Linked DNA regions of Mus musculus: region 2 is linked to region 1. The links are chromatin contacts, called in public HiChIP or PLAC-seq maps. All regions are on one chromosome and are shown on one strand. The core of a region is the stretch at or near the end of the contact, and the rest is flanking DNA. Distances in the headings are between cores, read along the strand shown. Region 1 holds the start of Anxa11 (annexin A11). Region 2 holds the start of Il17rd (interleukin 17 receptor D).

Region 1 (4,178 bases), core at 467-2,966:
ATGTGGTTGCTGGGAATTGAACTCATGACCTCTGGAAGAGCAGACAGTGCTCTTAACCTCTGAGCCATCTCTCCAGCCTGGAGGTTTTCTATGTGATGTTTTGTGTTAGGTTTCAAACCCTGGACCCTCAGAATTCCTCAGTCCTTACCTTACAGCCTGTGGCTGGCATACCCTGCCTTACCTTACAGCCTGTGGCTGGCATACCCTGCCTTACCTTACAGCCTGTGGCTGGCATAACCTGCCTTCTACCCACAACTCTGCAGGCCACGGTACAGGGCTGCTTTTCTCTACATAATATAATGATTTTAGTTACCCCTCCCCCTTTATTTTGTACCTTTAGCTTCTAGCTGCTGTACCTGGTTCTCCTCTCTCACCCATCTCCTTTCCCCTCCCCACTCTCCTCACAAGGCTCTGGGTCATGACCATTCTGGATTCTCCCAGATGTGTCTGCCTTTGACTATGTCTCTTTTTTCTCTACAATAAACCTTCTCCTTCACCATACCTAGGAGTAATCATGTTCCTCTGCTATTTATTTATTTATTTATTTATTTATTTATTTATTCATTCACTCTGAAACCTTAAGCCTGAGTTTCCCGCTGTGAGGCAGTAGCCTGGCAGGCTAGCTCATTCCGATCTGCTGGAGCAAGCAGACCACACCTGCCAACCAGGCTTCTTCCGGCTCTTACAGTCCACTGGGCTCCTAAAATGCAAATGACAAATGGCTTGTTTGCAAATCAAAAGTGGGCCATGAAAGAAGTGTACCCCAGGTGGGAGCTAGATAGTGAAGAATCCGTAAGGGGTGGGGGGAGATCCTGTGCAGTCTTCCGAAGAACCTGGTTGGTCCTGGGGCGTCAGTTGAAAGGACACTCGAATATAAAGTGAGGGGAAAAAAAAATACTGCAATCCTGTTTTATAAACAAATACATTTGCTTAAGCACAGCAAGCAACACAAACGTAGAAGTGTGTTGAACATCTGGAAGGAGGTGCCTAAATGTGAGCTGGGGAGAGTAAGAGACTTAATTTTTATTTTTAAATGTTACACAATCATACTCACTATACTACCTTTTTCTAAATAAACAACCAACGTGGGTCTTCTCCTGTTATTAACATATTAGTATTTTTGCTACAATAGATGTACCAATATTGATGCATTGTTATTAAATCTATATATGGTCCAGATGTCATTGTTTTTTTTAACTTAGTGTCCTTTTCCCAGGATCCCATCCAAGATGTCACATTACTTAGTTTTCATATCTCCATGTGACAGCTTCTCAGACTCCTCTTGTTTTGACAACCTTGAGAGTTTTGGACAGTCCTGAGTTCCTCAATTGGGGCTTGTCTGATATTTCTGCACGATTACTATGGGGTCATGTGTCTCCAGGAGGAAGACACCACACGACAGAAGATCAATATAAATTACCACTGCTGATGTTGGCCCTGGTCACTGGTTGAGGTGGTAATTTTTTCCATTGTGAAGTTTCCTCCTGCCGTACACAGTGACTGTTTTAAGTTTTTTTTCGCTGTCAAACTCCTGAAAATAAACACCCGCGAGAATGTCCTCTCATCCTGAGGTCTAGAGCGGCTTTGCTCCGGAAAGCTCGGGGCTTCCTACAAAGCTACCACTGAAGCGCAACCCTCACCTGTGGGCGTGGTCCCACGCACCCCGCCCCTCCAGAGAGGCTCCGCCCATCTCGTGCGGCTCCGCCCCGGGGCGACAAACGCGGCCGCGCCCGGAGAGTTTTCCGCCTTGCCGGCTCCTCCTTCGACCGTGCGCAGACACTCTCGGGTTAGGATCCAGGAAAGCGGGAGTAGGAAGGAGTTGCTATCCGAGCTCAGTGTCCCGGTCCCTGGTGCCAGGTGCGTGAGGGTCCCGGCGGGCGGCTTCCGCATGAGGGGTATTCGCGCGTGGCGTGGGGTGCAATGTTCCCCCGAGGACAAGGCCCGGAGTTGAACGGGGTCAGGGCAGGTGAGCCTGGGACCGCAGGGTCCCAGGGTGTGCGAACTTGGGGGTGACTGAGGTCTTACCTCAGTGCGCTTCCGGGAGAAGCTTGAGCGGAGCCCAGCGGGCCGAGAAAGCTGTCTTTGGGAACTTTGCTCCGGAACTGCAGGGCGCGGGTTCCTGGACCTGCCACCCTGGGTTTATATAAGGCAGGCTCCTAAGCGGTCCAGAGAATGCACGATTGTGCCAGATGCCGTGTTGCCTGCCTGTCTTCCTTACCGCGTATCCAGCTAGGATCCCTCTGCCCCTGCCCCCGCTTCTCGTTCCAGAGTCTTCAAGAACGCTTGCTTGAGCTTGGCAACCCGGACGTCCCGTGGGCTCAGGCCAGTCTCCTAAAGGCGTACAAGGTGTCAAACAAATCTGGGGGAGAATAGCTAAACTCATGCTGGGCACATTCTCTTTAGAGATTTTTCTCCCCGCCGGCTAATCAGTGGGCGTCCTTGGAGATTGGGTTTCCCAGACCCTACACCTAGAGTGTCAGCCTACCTGTCTGATCCCTTTACAGGATTCAACTAGCTTGCTCCCTGCTTGCTCCGAGGCTGCCTTGCCCCGAGGCTGCCTTATTGCGGAAGAAAGCTACAAATGCGGCCCTGGGTTGGGCTGTTCAACTTTGTTGATGGCGGTGTGTGTCATTGTCGAAAGGATGACTAGACTTGGACCCAGATCCTTGCGGGGAAGGGCCAGGTGTCTTGCTCACCCTCAGCCTGCTCCCATTATTCTCCTTCATTATTTTCTTGCTTCCGTCAGTTGTTGGGAATTCCTGGAGGATTAACAGGGCTGTTCCCCCAAGGCTTTGTCTGTTCTCGGGATTCTCTAGCTGGGGAAGCAAGGTGAGCTCACCCACACAGTCTGTTGCTCTAAGACAGGTGTCCACTTCGGATTCCTCCATCCCTTCCTGATACCTCATTAATTTCTGCACTGTAAAATGAGGGTAATTATAATTCTTATTTCATAGACTCACTGTGAGGATTGTGTGAGTTAATTTGTTGTCTTGTTAATTTGGGGTGGGGGTTGTTGTTGTTTGTTTGTTTGCTTGCTTTTGAAACAAGGTCTACCAATTTAGCATTGGCTGGCCTGGAACTTGCTTTGTAGACCAGTCTGGTCCCAAACTTCAATATCAAGACTCATACAGACCTCTGCCTCCTGAGTGCTGGGATTAAAGGTTTGTGCCACCGGCCAGCAAGTTAATATTTTTAAAAAAGCATTTATATTATTTTTAGTTAAGTGTGTGTATATTCAGTTCCGCTGGAGCTGAAGTTACAAGTTGTGAACGTCCTGAGTCTGAAATCTGGTCCTCATCAAGAGCAGTATTCACTCTTATCCACGGAGAGAGCTTTCCTGTCCTATGGTTAATCTAGTTTTACCTTTCTTGTTTGTTTTTTTGTGTGTCGCCCTGACTGTTCTGGAACTCACTCTATAGACTCTGTTGGCCTTGAACTCAAAGATTTGATTGTCTATGCTTCCTGAGGGCTGGGATCAAAGTTGTATCCCACTACACCAGGCTTATTTTTACAATTTTTAAACAAATTTCATTTTGTATTTATAAGTGTTTTTGTCTTCATGTATGTCTGTGTACCATGTGGGTAGCTGGTGCCCTTGTAAGACAAAGAGGGCATTGGATACCCTTGAACCGGAGTTGTGAACTGCCATGGGGCTACAAGTGCTCTTAACTGCTGAGCCATCACTCCAGCCTCTTGAGTTGTTTTTCTTTTTTTCTTTTTTCTTTTCTGAGACAGTCTCTCTCTCTCTAGTTCTGACTGTCCTGGAACTCACTCTGTAGGCCAGGCTGGCATCAAACTCAGAGAGATCCACCTGCCTCTTCCTCCTGAGTGCTGGGATTAAAAGCATGTATTACCATGCCCAGCAAGTTAATGGGTTTTTAGGGTTTGGGTTTTTGTTGTTGTTGTTTGTTTGTTTGAGACAGAGTTTCTCTGTGTAGTCCTGGCTGTTCTGGAATTCACTCTATAGATCAAGTAGGCCTTGAATTCACAGAGATCTGCCTGCCTTATCTCCCAAATGCTGGGATCAAAGGTGTGTGCCACCATTGCATGGTGCAGGTTGGCCACTGCTGCCTGGCACAAGTTGATGTTTTTAACAGTTCTGCCATGCTCAGGTACTGAGCGGTTAGAACCAGTGGCAACTGATGCACTGTACCTGTGTATCACGGGTGGCTGGAGGA
Region 2 (4,178 bases), core at 652-3,151, 1.2 Mb after region 1:
AGCAGTTGGGTGCTCTTACCCACTGAGCCATCTCACCAGCCGGCTGCCTAGCTCCTTAATCTTCCTACAAATCTACATTTTTCTTCCAAAAGCCTAAAACAGACTGCTGGCGCAAACTTAAGCCTGTGATCCCCACTTTCAGGAGGCAGAGGCAGAAGGCAAGACAGCTCAGGCTGGCCTTGGGCTACATCCCAAGAGCCTGGGGTGGGGAAGAGTCTTAGGCCAGGGTAGAAAGCTTGCCTAGCGTCCTGAGTCCTTACCACCACCACAAAGAAAACTAGTCTACTAACAACAACAAAAGCCTTGCAATAAATATGACCTTAAAGGGTAGAGAGAGAGGCCCGAGAGTTTGGCTCAGGGGTAGAGGGGTTTGGTTGCCCTGCACACAGAGGGGCCTTAGTTTGATCCCCAGTACTGAAAAAAAAAAAAAATCACACACACACACATCTATTACTAAGTTTAGTTTTATTTAGAACTTTAGTAGGGTTTGAGGTTTTTCCTTTTTTTAAAAAATGATTCTTGGATTCTAGTCATTAAAACCTGTGTTCAATTCATAACAACCACATTATGGCTCACAACCATCTATAATGGGAATCAGATGCCCTCTTCTGGCCTGCAGGTGTTCATGCAGATAGAATGCTCACATAAAACATAAAACAATAAAATAAAATTTAGAGAGAGAGGGAGATAAACGTGTGGGGGTATTTTAAAATCACTGATTATAACAAAAACACTGGGCCTGGATTGATTAGTAAGTTATGGAACACATCAAGGCAGGAGTGCATGTAGATTAAGGAGCCAATAACCTCATGGTTGTCTTAGTTTTTCACCAAAAGCTAGGTCATCCATCCTGACAATATCTCAGTCTGTGGCAGCTCTGAGCCTGGACAGCCTTTGCTAAGGGGACTTTGAATGCCTAGAGTTTAAAGGAGCGTGGGAGAAAAGCTCTGACTTGCAGATTCTTGCAAGGAGCAGTGTGCTTCTTGCATCTACTCAGAGAAAGCTCATCTGGAAGGGCAGTCTTCTGTGGACCTCGTGACCCCACGATGAGGACAGGTGCCTACCCACTGTGGCTGTCTTAGGGTTTTCCATTGCTGTGAAGAGACACCATGGCCAAGGCAACTCTTTTTTTTTTTTTTTTTTTTTGAGACAGGGTTTCTCTGTGTAGCCCTGGCTGTCCTGGAACTCACTCTGTAGACCAGGCTGGCCTCTAACTCAGAAATCCACCTGCCTCTGCCTTCCGAGTGCTGGGATTAAAGGTGCGCACCACCACCGCCCGTCTTGACTCAATCTTTATCTTTTTTTTCATAACTGTCGATTTGTCCATCCAGCAAGGCTATGTGACCTTATGAAAGTCAGTTCGTGGTTGTAGCCTTTATTGATTGCTTCCTACATGTTAACAGAACTCTCCCTGGATGAAGAGTCTTGTTCTTCATTTCGTCTTACTGGGAACAGCACTTTGGAGGAAGCAAATAATTTGTCCTGGGTCCCAGGAGTAAATGTAGAGACAGGATTTCCCTAGAGGCTTTATTATGACATTTCCTTGTCATTTCATTGGTAGGGTGCAAGAAGGAACTTGACATTTGAAAAGCAAGTACTTATTAAATCATTAATTTTAAAATTACTATTATTATATTCTTTGATTCGCCCCAAGTTTTTGCATGGAGAAGTCATTTGGACAAATCCTTTGGATTAAAAAAAAAAAAAAAATCCCTTAGTGCTGAACCTCCTGCTGTGTCAATCTCCGGTGGAAGCCAGAGTCTCCTGTGCATTGGGGCGGGGCCAAGACCGAAGGGCCGGGCTACAGGATCAGAACCAGGACGGAAAGCTGAGATTGAGGGCGGAACCTGGAGGAAAGAGGAGGGGCGAAGCCCGGCAGCGCATGCCCGGTGAGGGCTGCCAGCCTCGGCCGCCGCCGCTACCGCCGCCGCCCACTCGGGACTAGAGAGCGAGCTACAGGCAGCAACCTAGCGGAGACCGGCCCAACTGGGCGAGCGTACGGCCATGGCCCCGTGGCTGCAGCTCTGCTCCTTCTTCTTCACTGTCAACGCCTGTCTCAACGGCTCGCAGCTGGCAGTGGCCGCGGGCGGCTCCGGCCGCGCGAGGGGCGCGGACACCTGTGGCTGGAGGGTAAGGCGAAGGCTTCTCCGGGTTCCAGGTTACCTGGGGGCGCGCCGCGCGCACAGGTGTTCGCGCGCAGGCGAGCGGGGACCGCGGGGATCGCTGGACGCCGGATCCGCGAGCAACGGGGTTCTCAGCTTTTCTAGCCGCTCATCCTGCGTCTGGATCCCCGGGCGCGCGTCTGCAGGTCCCGGACAGGATGAAAGGGGCCGCCGACCCCTGGCTTTGTGTTGTTAATGAGGCGCGGCCGCTGGCTGGGGTCCGACTCCTGAGGGCGGGTGGCTGGGCGGAGAGGCGGGGGCCGTGCGCCCCACCCTTTGTTCCCGGCCCTCTGCCCGGGGGATTGGGATCTTCCGGGCAGTGCGCAGGACCGGTGCACTTCGGAGCCGGTGTGGGGTTCGTGCCCTGGACCTCCAGTCCACAGCTCTGCGAGGGCCCAGGGCAGCCAGGGAAGGGTGTCTGGAGTGCTAGGGAAGGATGCCCCCCCTTTCTCGCAGTTGCTTTGTTTCTTTTAGGCATCGCCGTCACCTAACTTTTACCCAATCGCCGATTCCGAACTTTTTGAGAAACAGCCTTTCGTCTAGCTAATGGTCCCCTACCCTACTCCCTACCCCCACGACCCAGCTTGAGTTGAGGATGTTTTTGTGGTCAAAGGGCAGCGAAAGTTTGCTCCGCCAGGTGTCCCAGACCTGAGACCATGGTGGCTTCCAGACTTTCTTTGGGAACTTGAAAGCCTTCTTCCCAGAGCTGAGTGTTCTTTTGATGCTGTCTAGATAGTGCGGTCCTCTGGTTTGCGGACTTTGAACCTCCCACAGAGACAAGGGTGCTGCGAGTCAGTCCACACACACCTTGAACCCTATTGTGAGAACACAGGCTTTGCACTCCAGCAACCAGGAGCTTGTTTTCCTCACCTAGAAAGAAGGAAGAGGGGGTGGGGGTGGGCGTGTTGTTACTGATTTCCCCAGGGCGCAGGGGATACACTGGGGCAGTTTACTTAGACCGACGGTGACTTACGTTTTTCGATGGAAAAGTCTGTTCAGTCTCAGTACAGACAAGACCCAGGACGCGACACCTCTTAGGGATACTTGGCTCACTTGCTTCTCTCTTAGAGGGAATCCCGGTTCAGAAAACCAGGTATGAGCCAGGCAGCTATGGTTCTTTCACGTTTCGTGAACGCCGTTACTTCTTCCCGTTTAAGTAAAACCTCACCATTTCTTACTGTGTTCCATTGCAGTAAAACATCACTGTTAGTTTTAACACATTCCAGATTTCTTTTACGGTAATCTCAACGTTGACCTATCAGTTTTTAGAAGAGTTCAGATCTGGACTGGTATCGGCTGTTGCTGCCTTCCTGTAATAGCCTAGAGTACATGCCACTTGTAAAGTTATAACACTGGGTCTAAGTGGTCTCTGAAGGAGCCGCAGCGGTGTTTGTGTTCGTTAGGAATGTATCGCTCGATGTGACATCCCCCCCCCCCCTTGATGTGGTTCATCAGGGTTATTGACATTCTTGTCCTCTTGGGACTGTCTACAGCCCTTTCCTTGAGTCCTCGTCCCCTTTCCTGGATGAGCCTGGGAGCTTCTGGGCCTTGTCCCGGATTCCAGGCACTTTCCCGCGGCCTGGCTCCTTCTGTAATTGCCTGCTTGGTACCCACCTGTGAGAGTAGGCCCAGCTTACCCACCTCCTTCACACCCATCTTTTCTGTCCCTCCCTCCCTCCCTCCCTCCCTCCCTCCCTCCCTCCCTCCCTCCCTCCCTCCCTCCCTCCCTCCGTGTTACTTAGCTTCTGATTGCTTTCACACTGCCAGGGTATGCTTGATTCTCTTCTGCCTTGGGAGCTCTCTGCTTGGCTTCACATCCAGCCCACGGGATGCCTCTTTAGGGAAACCCTCCCAGAATGCCGTGCCCTGCGTTTTACACTCAGGTCCCTTTCGCTGGTGCGCACCAGTTTTATGTGTTTTCTTTCCTTGGTGGCCCCAAAGCCAAGAAGCCCAGTAAATCTTGGTGGAGGACATGTAAACTCTGTAATCTTTGTGTAAAATCCTATATTAAATGAT

Evidence for each region. HiChIP or PLAC-seq counts read pairs in DNA pulled down with a chosen protein or histone mark.
Region 2: a contact with region 1 is called in an H3K27ac HiChIP or PLAC-seq map of embryonic stem cells, with 2.7 times the contacts expected there. The contact joins the promoter of Il17rd here to the promoter of Anxa11 in region 1. A contact is called at or near these places in 1 of 39 promoter capture datasets (embryonic stem cells) and 3 of 115 datasets of contacts at active chromatin or transcription factors (embryonic stem cells, stem cell-derived neural progenitor cells and stem cell-derived stembryo).

The regions. Positions count from the first base shown.
Region 1 is chr14:25,840,439-25,844,616 of GRCm38.p6, forward strand. It overlaps Anxa11 (annexin A11), which reads left to right and starts at 1,717. Exons shown (of 15, transcript NM_013469.2): 1 at 1,717-1,857.
Region 2 is chr14:27,037,100-27,041,277 of GRCm38.p6, forward strand. It overlaps Il17rd (interleukin 17 receptor D), which reads left to right and starts at 1,902. Exons shown (of 13, transcript NM_134437.3): 1 at 1,902-2,130. The coding sequence starts at 2,005.